Linked DNA regions of Sus scrofa: all the other regions are linked to region 3. The links are chromatin contacts, called in public HiChIP or PLAC-seq maps. All regions are on one chromosome and are shown on one strand. Each heading gives the region's core, a stretch centred on a gene start, on an enhancer-like site or on the middle of the called end of the contact. The rest is flanking DNA. Distances are from core to core; before and after follow the strand shown. Region 1 holds the start of POLE2 (DNA polymerase epsilon subunit 2). Region 2 holds the start of DNAAF2 (protein kintoun). Region 3 holds the start of KLHDC2 (kelch domain-containing protein 2).

Region 1 (3,356 bases), core at 331-2,830, 79 kb before region 3:
AACATGATAGAATAGTTTACTGTATTGTAGTTCTAAAAATAAAAATTTAAAGCGACAAGATGTCACCTTCTTGCTTAGGTTACAAAAGATTTGACTTCCACTTATAGCTGACTCTCTTGCTGGCTTTGATGAAGTAAGATGCCATGCTGGGGAGGCCCAGTAGCTCACAAAGACTGAAGCCCTCAGTCCAACAATCCTGGATGAACTGAATCCTGCCAATCACTGAATGAGCTTGGAAGCAAACTGCCCAACGGACATCTGAGATGATCCCATCTTGACCGTGCAGCCTTACATGAGACTCTGAAGCTGAGGACCTAGCTAAGCCCACCTGAATTCCTGACCCATGGAAAATGAAGGACTATAAGCGCACGAGATTTTATTTTTAAATTATTTTATTATATTAATTTATTATAGTTGATTTACAATGTTCTGTCACTCATGACATTTTAAAGTTCTAAATTTGGGGGTAATTAGTTATGCAGCAATAGACAATTAACATACTATCTGCCCCCAAGGTCTGCTGTGTCTTATTCCTACTCCCTTGCCCCAATAGTACTTCGCAGCTAATAGATTTCAGTCTCTTTCTGACTGAACTAATGAATGACAGTTCAATATCAGGTCAAATTCTAAGTGAAAAGAAAGAAAAATTAACTGAGCAAGTGCTCACATTTTCAAAATGTCAGGGATCAACTAAACAAAATTCATTATTCTCTCCTAGAGCATATCGATTCTTACCCTTGTTCACCACTAACCCAAAAGCAAGGTTAAAAGTCCCATAAAACTCATCATTACAAAAGCAACCCAAAAAACCGCTACACACACAAGAGCAATCAAAACCTGATACCTTGGGAGGGTTCATTCTATAACTAATAGAAAACACAGATATGGTCAGGAAACCTATCAGAGAAATTCTAAAAGAATTTTTTTAAAAAGGCCAAGGATACCTAGAAACACGCTTCAAACCTACCCGTTTCTTAACTCTCCAGGAATTCTCTCTCAAGAATAATACCCGATCCAAAATTAGGAAGGCTGGCAGAGCCCACAATTGCTACAGTATAACCTGACAGCTACCGAAATGCAATGGGCTTTCCCAGGTCTCTCATTCGCTGTCTCAGTAACTAGGTGAAGCAGCACGGTTAAGGATTCCTATTTGGCGGAGCCCTAAAGGGGGCTGAGAGGTGCCCAAGCACCCTGCTGGTGCACCGCTGCTGCGGCACCGATCACTGCTTCTCCGGCTGCTTGACACGTGCAGGAAAGCCTCATTTCTTTCGGGAGAAACTTTTCACTCCGTATGAACGTTGGGGAAACCTAAGGCATCGCCAGATCCTCTTCCCTTCTTAGAACCCTTGAAGGGTCTCTATCATTTTAAGGCCAAACCCCCTCTCCGCGCGCGGTGCATCCCGCTGCCACGCCGCCTGGCCGGGCTTCCTGGCTCAGGCTCTCCCCTCTCGCCTCGCCAGCTGCCCTGCCGACTTACCCCCGGAGCAGCAAGCCGCGGAGCTTAAAGGCAGAGAGAGCCCGGCTCCGCAACCGATCCGGCGCCATGTTCGCGTTTTGGCGCCACGGCCGCAACCCCGCCCCTTCCCGGGCGCGCTCCGCCCTGGCCCCGCCCCGGACGCACAGGTCCCGACAGCTGCTGCTCCGACCTTAGTGCGAAGATTTTGGCAGCTTCGCGTGCAGGCTGGCTGAAGCTTCGCAGGGTCTGGGCTGCAGGAGAAGAAGTCCCTGCGGTGCTTTGTTGCTCGAAACTGACGAGCGAGAGCTTCCTTCCCTAGTGTCTGGTTGGGAATGGACTTCCCCTATATTAAATGCTTCATTGAGCTAATCAGTGCTCTATCATCGCTGCCCTCCACCTTCCTTGACTCGGATCAGGCTCATCCCGGACCCAGGGCTCTTGTGCACTTACGTTCTCTGCTTCACACAGGCCCTGGAAATACTCTGTGTCACCACAGGGCTTTCCCCGACATTCACTCGAAGTTGCTACGCATCACCATCATTTTCACCCATCCCGCTTTTAATTGCAGTTGCAGACTTTCTATGCGTCATGCACTACAATAAGCGCTTTAAATGAATTAATGTCATGTTCATAAAGCCGAATGAGTTGTGTGCTATTTTTTCAACATCCTCATTTTACAGTGGGGAATGTGAGACTCAAAGATGGTGGATGGCTCGTTCAAGATGAAAGATTTAGTAAGTAAGTGGTAGAGCCAGGATTTTAACTGATTCTGATTCCAGCAAGTGGACTGTTAATCTGCCACTCTTCAAAACTCTTGCTCCGAAGATTTGAATAAAACCATGCAGTGCTTCTACGTGAACACACAGTCTTAAAAAACCGTGAGGATGCTTTCTAAGAAATGATATGCCATGACCTCCAGGGTGTCTGGATAAAATCAATAACAAAGAGTAAAGTATGGTAAAGGAGAGGAAATAAGAATATATATACATATTTATTTGACTTTGTATTTTTAAAAAACCTCTGAAAGATTACACTGGACACACACAAAAAAGGTTAACCATTAAAGGCTGAAGGAGATAAGGAGGAAGAGAGACCTTTCTTTGTAGTCAGAATATTGACTGTCAAGCCATGTTTATGTTTTACAGTTTCAAAAAAGAGAAAAGAAAAAGAGCAAACAAAACTGCAAGCAGACCAAAACCAATATACCTGTATTGGTAATGCAACATAACAGAGAAAAGTGACTTCTGAACATAGTTCTCTGTATATTCACGGTGAAATACATTCCAAAAATTTTAAAAACCTGCAAAAAAAATTTGAACTTTAATGTAAGAAAGGAAATAAAAATAGATAAATATACAGCTGATTTTCATTATTCAAGGCGATTATATTCAAGGCAGTATTAGTATTTACTAATACTGAATTAGCAAATACTCAATCATTGCTCCTACGAGAAATACAGGGTAAGTTTCCTCTGAGCCTCTGGCCACAAACTTTTCATTGACTGATTAATAATACTCTTGTTTTATGTGTGTTTCTGTTGAAAGACATCTTTAATTATATATTGTTGATTCGTTAACACTGAACTCAGAGCCAGCAGCACTACAATTCCTGCCTGATGGAAGTTTATCTAGCACACGTGTTTTCTTACAGCCTGCTAATGCTTTGAAAACTAGAAAGTATTTCAGCACTATGCTTGGCATCCACCTTAAACAGCAAAATCACCAAATATTCTCTTGGGGAAGCCAGCTGCCCTCAAGCAATTCTTAGAAAGGTCCATGTGTTAAGAAATGGAGGCCTCCTGCCAATATCCAGCACCAGCTTTCCATCCACATGTCAGTGTTTGTGAGCAATTTCCAAAACAGATCTCCCAGGGAGTTCCCTGCATGGCTCAGCAAAATGA
Region 2 (3,347 bases), core at 45-2,544, 120 kb before region 3:
CCGCTGGGCCCGCCTCCCCTTGGCGAGCGGAAGCGCAGGCCGCGCCATCAGTTCCGGGCCGGTCGGCGGCCTCTTCCGGGGTCGCGGCGAGCTCCGGGAGCGAGACTGTCACCGCTACCGGAAGCGTGACTACCAGCTGCCGCCGGGCCTTGTTGAACTGCGCCTTGCCGCGGCTGTCGTCCACCCGGTATGGAAGCGAGAGCCGCAGCTGGTAGTCGGGTTTCCGTGAGTCGAGGCACAGCAGCTTTCCAGTCACTTCCAGCGCTGCCTGCTCAGCCGACCGCAACAGCGGCAGCTCAATGGTGACGACCAGCTCGTGGGGCACAGTGCTGGGGGCTGAGTCCCGAGAGCAGCGGTAATCCTGGAGGTCCACGTGGTGGCGCTGCACCACGCTGTAGCGAGGCTCTGTGGGGGCGGGCTGCTGGACCGCCTCGGGAGGGGAGGGCGCCTGGGGCCGGGGGATCGCGGCACTCCCAGCGGCCACAGGGCCCGGGTAAGGGTAGGGGAAATCAGGGAGCGGGCTCTCCGGTTCCCCCTCGGGCCGGGCCGGGACGCCCCCGGGTAGGGGCGTGCGCAGCACGGCAGCCTCCGGGGTCCCCTTGTACTTGATTTTCAGGGTCTTGGCATTCCTGCGGTCCAGCTTCACGCCGAACTGCTTCTCCACGGCCTCCAAAGCCGTGGCGTCCAGCATCTGGCGGAAGCGCTCGTGGCGCCGGGCCAGCGCGAGTGCGTCTGGGTGGAAGACCACGTCGTAGACTGTGTAGCGGATGCCGCGCCCCCCCGCGTACTCGCGGCCGGGCGCCAGACTGTAGGGCAGGGACCACTGGCTGCCGGACGCCGCGCTCCCAGAGCTGGGCCGGCTGCTGGGCGCGCCCACCAGGGCATTGCTGCATACATTCACGAAACAGCGCCGGGCCCCATCCAGGCTGGTGCGCAGCACGTGGCCCGGCTCCGGGTGCACAAACCGCACCTCCACGCCGCGCTCACGCTCCAGCGCGGTAATCTCCTCCTCGTAGCGCCGCCGGTTCTCGGGGTCCGTGAGCTCCTCCGCATACTCAGAGAACATTCGCCGAAACTTGGGGTCCTGGAAAGCGGAGGTGAGCCGCTGGACTTCCTCTCCGCTCAGGTCCAAGTCCTCCAACGGCGAAGAGGCTGCCTTGGCCATGCTGCCCCTCCGCTCCTTCCCAGTGGTCAGGGGAGATCGATCCGAGACGGAGTGGGTGGGACGATCAGTGTTGTCGCTCTTCTGCGGAGAGAGAGGCCGCGGAGGCCAGTAAACCGCTAGACTGTTGAGCCTTGGGCAGCGCGTGCTCGTTGCTATAGCGACACCACCAATGCTGTGGGGGAGGGGCAGGAATAGAGTGATGGAAATGCCAGAAATAGCCTTAGTTTCTCCAAACAAACATTCCGCATTTTTTTAGATTCCTGTGCCATAGTGCAGTTACTGCTGCAGAATAACCATCCTAATAATTGTTATAATTTCCAGCATTATGTACGTTATCCACTGTTCACTGGATCCGCATTTCACAGATGGGACCTGAGAAGTTACCTGACCATAATCATAGAGTTGGTGCATTCACAAGCTGTGATTCTAACCTAAGTTTATCTGCTTTTCACTTCGCTAAACCAATATTTCAGTCTTCTAGCTATTTTACCAGTTTGTCCTGTTTACAACTCACTTAGGGCAAGAGATATGGGCAGGCTATTCATAAATAATCGATGCTCAGTAAAGATATGCCCTTACTGATAATAAAAATGCAAATATAATACCACATGTTACTGAAAATGGCAATGGCTTTTTTTTTTTTTTTTTAGCAATCACTATATTTCCTTGGGGTAGTAGGAGAATTGTATTAGTAAAACCTTTCTAGAGAGTAGTTTAGTAGCTATATGGAAAGCCTTTAGTATGTGCATACTCTTAACATATTTATTTTTTTTTCCATTTATACAAATGGGATCATTCCCTACATACACTTTTGCCCTTTGTTTTTTTGCACTTATAATAGTATATCCTGGAGATATTTCTTTGTAGTTATTGATTTCCTCCACTTGACTATCTTTGTCATGAGAAAGTTCAGACTTAAAGAGAAGAAGACCTGCAAGGCTTCTCTGAAAGAATGCAGATTTGTTTGTAGCTTATGGATTTAAAAGGCAAGCTGTTTATTGAGACTGCGTGCTTTGGTTCATGGCTTCTCAAGGTGGTGTGATTGTCCTGTTAAAAACAAAAGGGGAGTTTGCTTGATGATAAACTCAGGCTGTGTGTGGGCTAACTAGAAAATGGAGTATGCAATCAGCGGATTAACCTGCCATGTAGCAGAAGGCGGCTGTCTCCAGGTGGGCCATCCTCAGCCTGCCCTGCACCCTGAATCTTGATTGAGGCTGGAACTCTGCTATTGACTTGTGTCATTGTTGAAGCCTGTGAACCTCCCAGGACCCCTGTTTTTATGTCTATTAGATGAACGTGGCAATACCTGTCCTCTCAGTGGGTTTGCTGTGTGGACTGCCAGGTTTGCAGACCCAAATACCTTTAAGGCTTATGTAGGCAAGTACCTAAGTCAAGTGAGGCTGCTGTAAGTAATAGGAAGTAGGGGGGACTATAACTAAGAGGAAGTCAATCACACACATGCACACCCTCCCAGATTTAAACCTTTATAAACAAATAACATCCTGGCCAAACAAAGCATATCTGTGGGCTACTTGCAGCTCTCCATTAAGAGTATGCATCCTATAAATTTGAGTTATGATTTCTGAGGAAATGCCACTGCTGTGACTGTCTCACTCCTTTTGTGCTGTCCCACTTCAGCAGTCCCTTCCTACAAGAGTCAGGAGAAGTTAGGTTGGGTTGTAAGAATGATTCTATTATTTATTTATTTGGGGGGGGGACAAGAAATAGGTTTATTAAGATAGGATGCTTGTGACAGATGCAAGAAGGCAGGCAAAGAAACTCTGCTGCGAGAATGACTAAATTATCAGTGGCTTTAAACAGCAAGAGTTTATTTCTTGCTCCCGCTGAATGTCCCTTGTCCCTTGACCTCCACATCATCACACCTGCAGACAAATGGGGCTCACAATCCAGGGCCTCATACCCTCCCAAATGCTGACATTGCTGGGGCCCAGGAAAAAGAGAAAATTGTGCACAGGCTCTTTAAAACCTGCTGACATTTCACTGGCCAAAGCAAGTCACGTGGTTTGGGTACCTTCCAGTGCAGACCTATGCTGTCTGGAAAGAGGACTGGCAATACCTGTGCACAACCAACTGTGTGCATTCTTTCCTTCCATTTCTGTGGTTCAGTGGATATGATAGCACATCTGGCTAAGCTGTTTCTCTCCTGACCTTCACTGAGCCT
Region 3 (3,485 bases), core at 984-3,483:
GTAACTCTAGAGGATTGATGTTTTATTTTTCAGGTGGTTTACAAAATTAGTTTCCAGACTGGTTCTCAAGGAAAAAGAATTTCTAGCCATCTTTATAATGTCTATCAGGATATTCTTCCAGTTGTCAGAAAGGATTCTTTTGAGGTATTACTACCATGTTTAGAGTGATACAGTAATAGCATACCTGGAGTTCCCATCGTGGCTCAGTGGTTAACAAATCCGACTAGGAACCATGAGGTTGCGGGTTCCATCCCTGGCCTCGCTCAGTGGGTTGAGGATCCAGCGTTGCCGTGAACTGTGGTGTAGGTCGCAGACATGGCTCGGATCTTGCATTGCTGTGACTCTGGCGTGGGCCGGCGACTACAGCTTTAATTAGACCCCTACCATGGGAACCTCCATGTGCCACAGGTGCAGCCCTAGAAAAGACAAAAAGACAAAAAAAAAAAAAAAAAAAAAAAAAAAGTAATAGCATACCAAAGTTAATGTACTTTTTTTCCAAATAGTATCTTTGCATAAACACTTTTTAAAAAATTATTAGCCTTTTGGTAGAAGCTTAAGTTCTTTAGAACTTCATGCTGTCAGCCTAGGAACAAAGTGATGTTTTCACCACTTTGTACATTATTTATATGTATGTATGTGTGAAAGAGAAATAATATAAAATAAACTCAGCAGGCTAGAATAATTTTCAAGGTAGTACATACTGTCTGAAAAATTAAAATTTTGGAGTTCCTGTTGTGGCTCAGTGGAAATAAATCTGACTAGTATCCATGAGGACGCAGGTTCGTTCCTGGCCTTGCTCAGTGGGTTAAGGATCTGTGTTGTGGTGAGCTATGGTTTAGGTCGCAGACATGACTCAGATCTGGCGTGGCCATGGCTGTGGCTGTGGCCGGCAGCTTCAGTTCTGATTCGACCCCTAGCTTGGGAACGTCCATAGGCCACGGGTGTGGCCCTAAAAAGAAAAAAAAAATTAAAATTTTGACTTTAGAATATTTCAAAGGAAAAGAATCGGTTTTAGAAGCAAATAATACCCCTTCCCACCTTTTTTTCCATTGTATTAATGTGAGTCTGTTGGAATTTCCTGTTTGATGAAGTTACTGTATGGTCCACCATGTGGGTATAGCAAGAACATTTCTTCTACCCATGCAATGGACTGAATATTTGTATCCCCACAAAATTCATATGTTGAAACCCAAAAAGACCCCCAATGTGAAATTTTCTGGAGGTGGGATATTTGAAAAGGTAATTAGGTTTAGATGAGGTCTTGAGGGTGAAGATCCCATGATGGGATTAGTGTCCTCCGAGGAAGGGAAGAGACCAGAGCTTGCACATGCTCTCTCTTCCCACCCTATGGAGATGCAGTGAGAAGGCAGCCACCTGCAAAGCCAGAAGAGGGCCCTCACTAAGAACCAAAGCTGTCAGCACCTTGATCTCGGACTTCCCAGCCTCCAGAACTGTGAAATGTCTGTTGTTTAAGCCACCAGGTCCATGGTATTTCATTATAGCTTCCTGAGCTTAGACACGCCTGAAGTCCATAGTTTACATTAAGGCTCACTCTTGGTGGTGTACATTTAATGGGTTTAGACAATTGTATAGTGATATGTATCCACCTTTATAGCATCATACGTAATATTTTCACTGCCCTCAAAATCCTGCTTTGCTCTGCCTGGTCCTTTCTCCCTCTGACCTCACCCTTGGCAACCATGGATATTTTACTGTCTTCATAGTTTGCCTTTTCCATGTTATATAATTAGAATTATATCATATGTGCCCTTTTCAGATTGGCTTATTTCACTGGTAATATGCATTTAAGTTCCCTACATGTCTTTTCATGGCTTCAAAAGATGCCTTATTTCTTTTCAACACTGAATAATATTCTATTGTCTGAATGTACTACAGTAATTTTTTATAATTTTCTACATAATCATGCCATCTATGAACAAAGGCACTTGATTTCTTCCTTCCCAACCTTTTCCCCCTTTTTGTCTTACTGCATAAGCGAAGACATCCAGTAGGCTGTTGAAAGGTAGTGGTGGGAGGGGATGTCCTTTCCTTATTCCTCTAGTTTCTCATCATTAAGAATAGTAGTAATTGTACATTTTTTGTAGATGTTCCTTACGAAGTTAAGGAAGTTCCTCTATATTCCTAGTTTGCCAAGAGGTTTGTTTTTTAATCATGAATAGGTGTTGGATGTTATTAAATGCTTTTTCTTTCTTTGTCTTTTTTTTTAAGGGCTGCACCTGTGGCATATGGAAGTTCCCAGGCCAGGGGTTGAATCAAAGCTGCAGCTGCTGGTCTACTGCCACAACCACAGCAGTGCAGGATCTGAGCCACATCTGTGACCTATACCGTAGCTCATGGCAATGCCAGATCCTTAACTCACTGAGCAGGGCCAGGGAGGAAACCCATGTCTTCATGGATACTAGTCAGGTTCATTACTGCTGAGCCACATCAGGAACTCTTAAAAGCATTAATAGATGCTTTTTCTGCATCTGTTAATATGATCATGTGATTTTTCTTCTTTAGCTTGTTGATATGATGGATTACACTGGTTGATTTTTGAACACTAAATCAGCCTTGCATACCTGGAATGAGTCCCATTTGGTTATAGTGTTTCTTTTTTAATTTTTTTGATTTGATAATACTTTGAAGATTTTGCATCTATGTTCATAAGAAATATTGGTCTGTTGTTTTCTTGTGATATATCTGTCTGGTTTGGGGATTAGAGTAATATTGGCCTCAGAATGAGTAAGAAGTATTCTCTTTGCTTGTGTCTTCTAAAAGAGATTGTAGAAAACTGGTATGGTTTCTTCCTTAAATGTTTGTTAGAATTTTACCAGTGGACTCATCTGGGCTTCCTGCTTTGTTTTAGAAGGTTATTATTGATTCAATTTCTTTAATAGATATGGGCTTATTCAGGTTATCTATTTTTTTCTTAGGAATTTTGGCAGATTGTGTCTTTGAGGGAATCAGACCATTGCATCTAGTTTATCAAATATGCAGGCACAGAGTTCTTCATAATATTTATAATACTTTTAATGTCCATGATATATGTAGTGATGTTCTGTTTCATTTCTGATATCAGTAATTTGTGTCTTTTCTTCTTAGCCTGGCTAGAGGTTTATTGATTTCACTATTTGAAGAACCAGCTTTTGGTTTTATCAGTTTTTCTCTGTTGATTTCCTGCTTTCAGTTTCATTGGTTTCTTTCTTTTCATCATCTCATTATTTTTTTCCTTCCGCTTATTTTGGATTTAATTCGCTCCTCTTTTTCTTATTTCCTAAGATGGAAACTTAGATGGTTGATTTTAGATCTTTCTTTTTTTTCTAACATAGGCACGCAATGCTATAAATTTCTAAGTACTGCTTTTACCCACCCTACAAATTTTGATAAGTTGTAAAGACACAGGCAGTGCTAAGGAAGAAATTTCAGGCTTAGAAAATTTTAGCGAGGAAGGCCATTTGTTGTACCAAGTGTTCCTTCTACAT

Evidence for each region. HiChIP or PLAC-seq counts read pairs in DNA pulled down with a chosen protein or histone mark.
Region 1: a contact with region 3 is called in an H3K27ac HiChIP or PLAC-seq map of alveolar macrophages. The contact joins the promoter of POLE2 here to the promoter of KLHDC2 in region 3. A contact is called at or near these places in 1 of 5 promoter capture datasets (liver), 12 of 47 Hi-C or Micro-C datasets (adipocytes, blood, brain and 5 more) and 2 of 2 datasets of contacts at active chromatin or transcription factors (alveolar macrophages and skeletal muscle).
Region 2: an H3K27ac HiChIP or PLAC-seq map of alveolar macrophages shows a contact between it and region 3. The contact joins the promoter of DNAAF2 here to the promoter of KLHDC2 in region 3. A contact is called at or near these places in 2 of 5 promoter capture datasets (fetal skeletal muscle and liver), 21 of 47 Hi-C or Micro-C datasets (alveolar macrophages, brain, embryonic fibroblasts and 12 more) and 2 of 2 datasets of contacts at active chromatin or transcription factors (alveolar macrophages and skeletal muscle).

Annotation. Positions count from the first base shown.
Region 1 is chr1:179,528,311-179,531,666 of Sscrofa11.1, forward strand. It overlaps POLE2 (DNA polymerase epsilon subunit 2), which reads right to left and starts at 1,581. Exons shown (of 19, transcript XM_003480468.4): 1 at 1,478-1,581. The coding sequence starts at 1,545.
Region 2 is chr1:179,489,842-179,493,188 of Sscrofa11.1, forward strand. It overlaps DNAAF2 (protein kintoun), which reads right to left and starts at 1,295. Exons shown (of 3, transcript XM_003121803.5): 1 at 1-1,295. The coding sequence starts at 1,165. It overlaps LOC110262104 (a long non-coding RNA gene), which reads left to right and starts at 117. Exons shown (of 2, transcript XR_002346676.1): 1 at 117-355; 2 at 617-2,918.
Region 3 is chr1:179,606,793-179,610,277 of Sscrofa11.1, forward strand. It overlaps KLHDC2 (kelch domain-containing protein 2), which reads left to right and starts at 2,234. Exons shown (of 13, transcript XM_001925208.7): 1 at 2,234-3,485.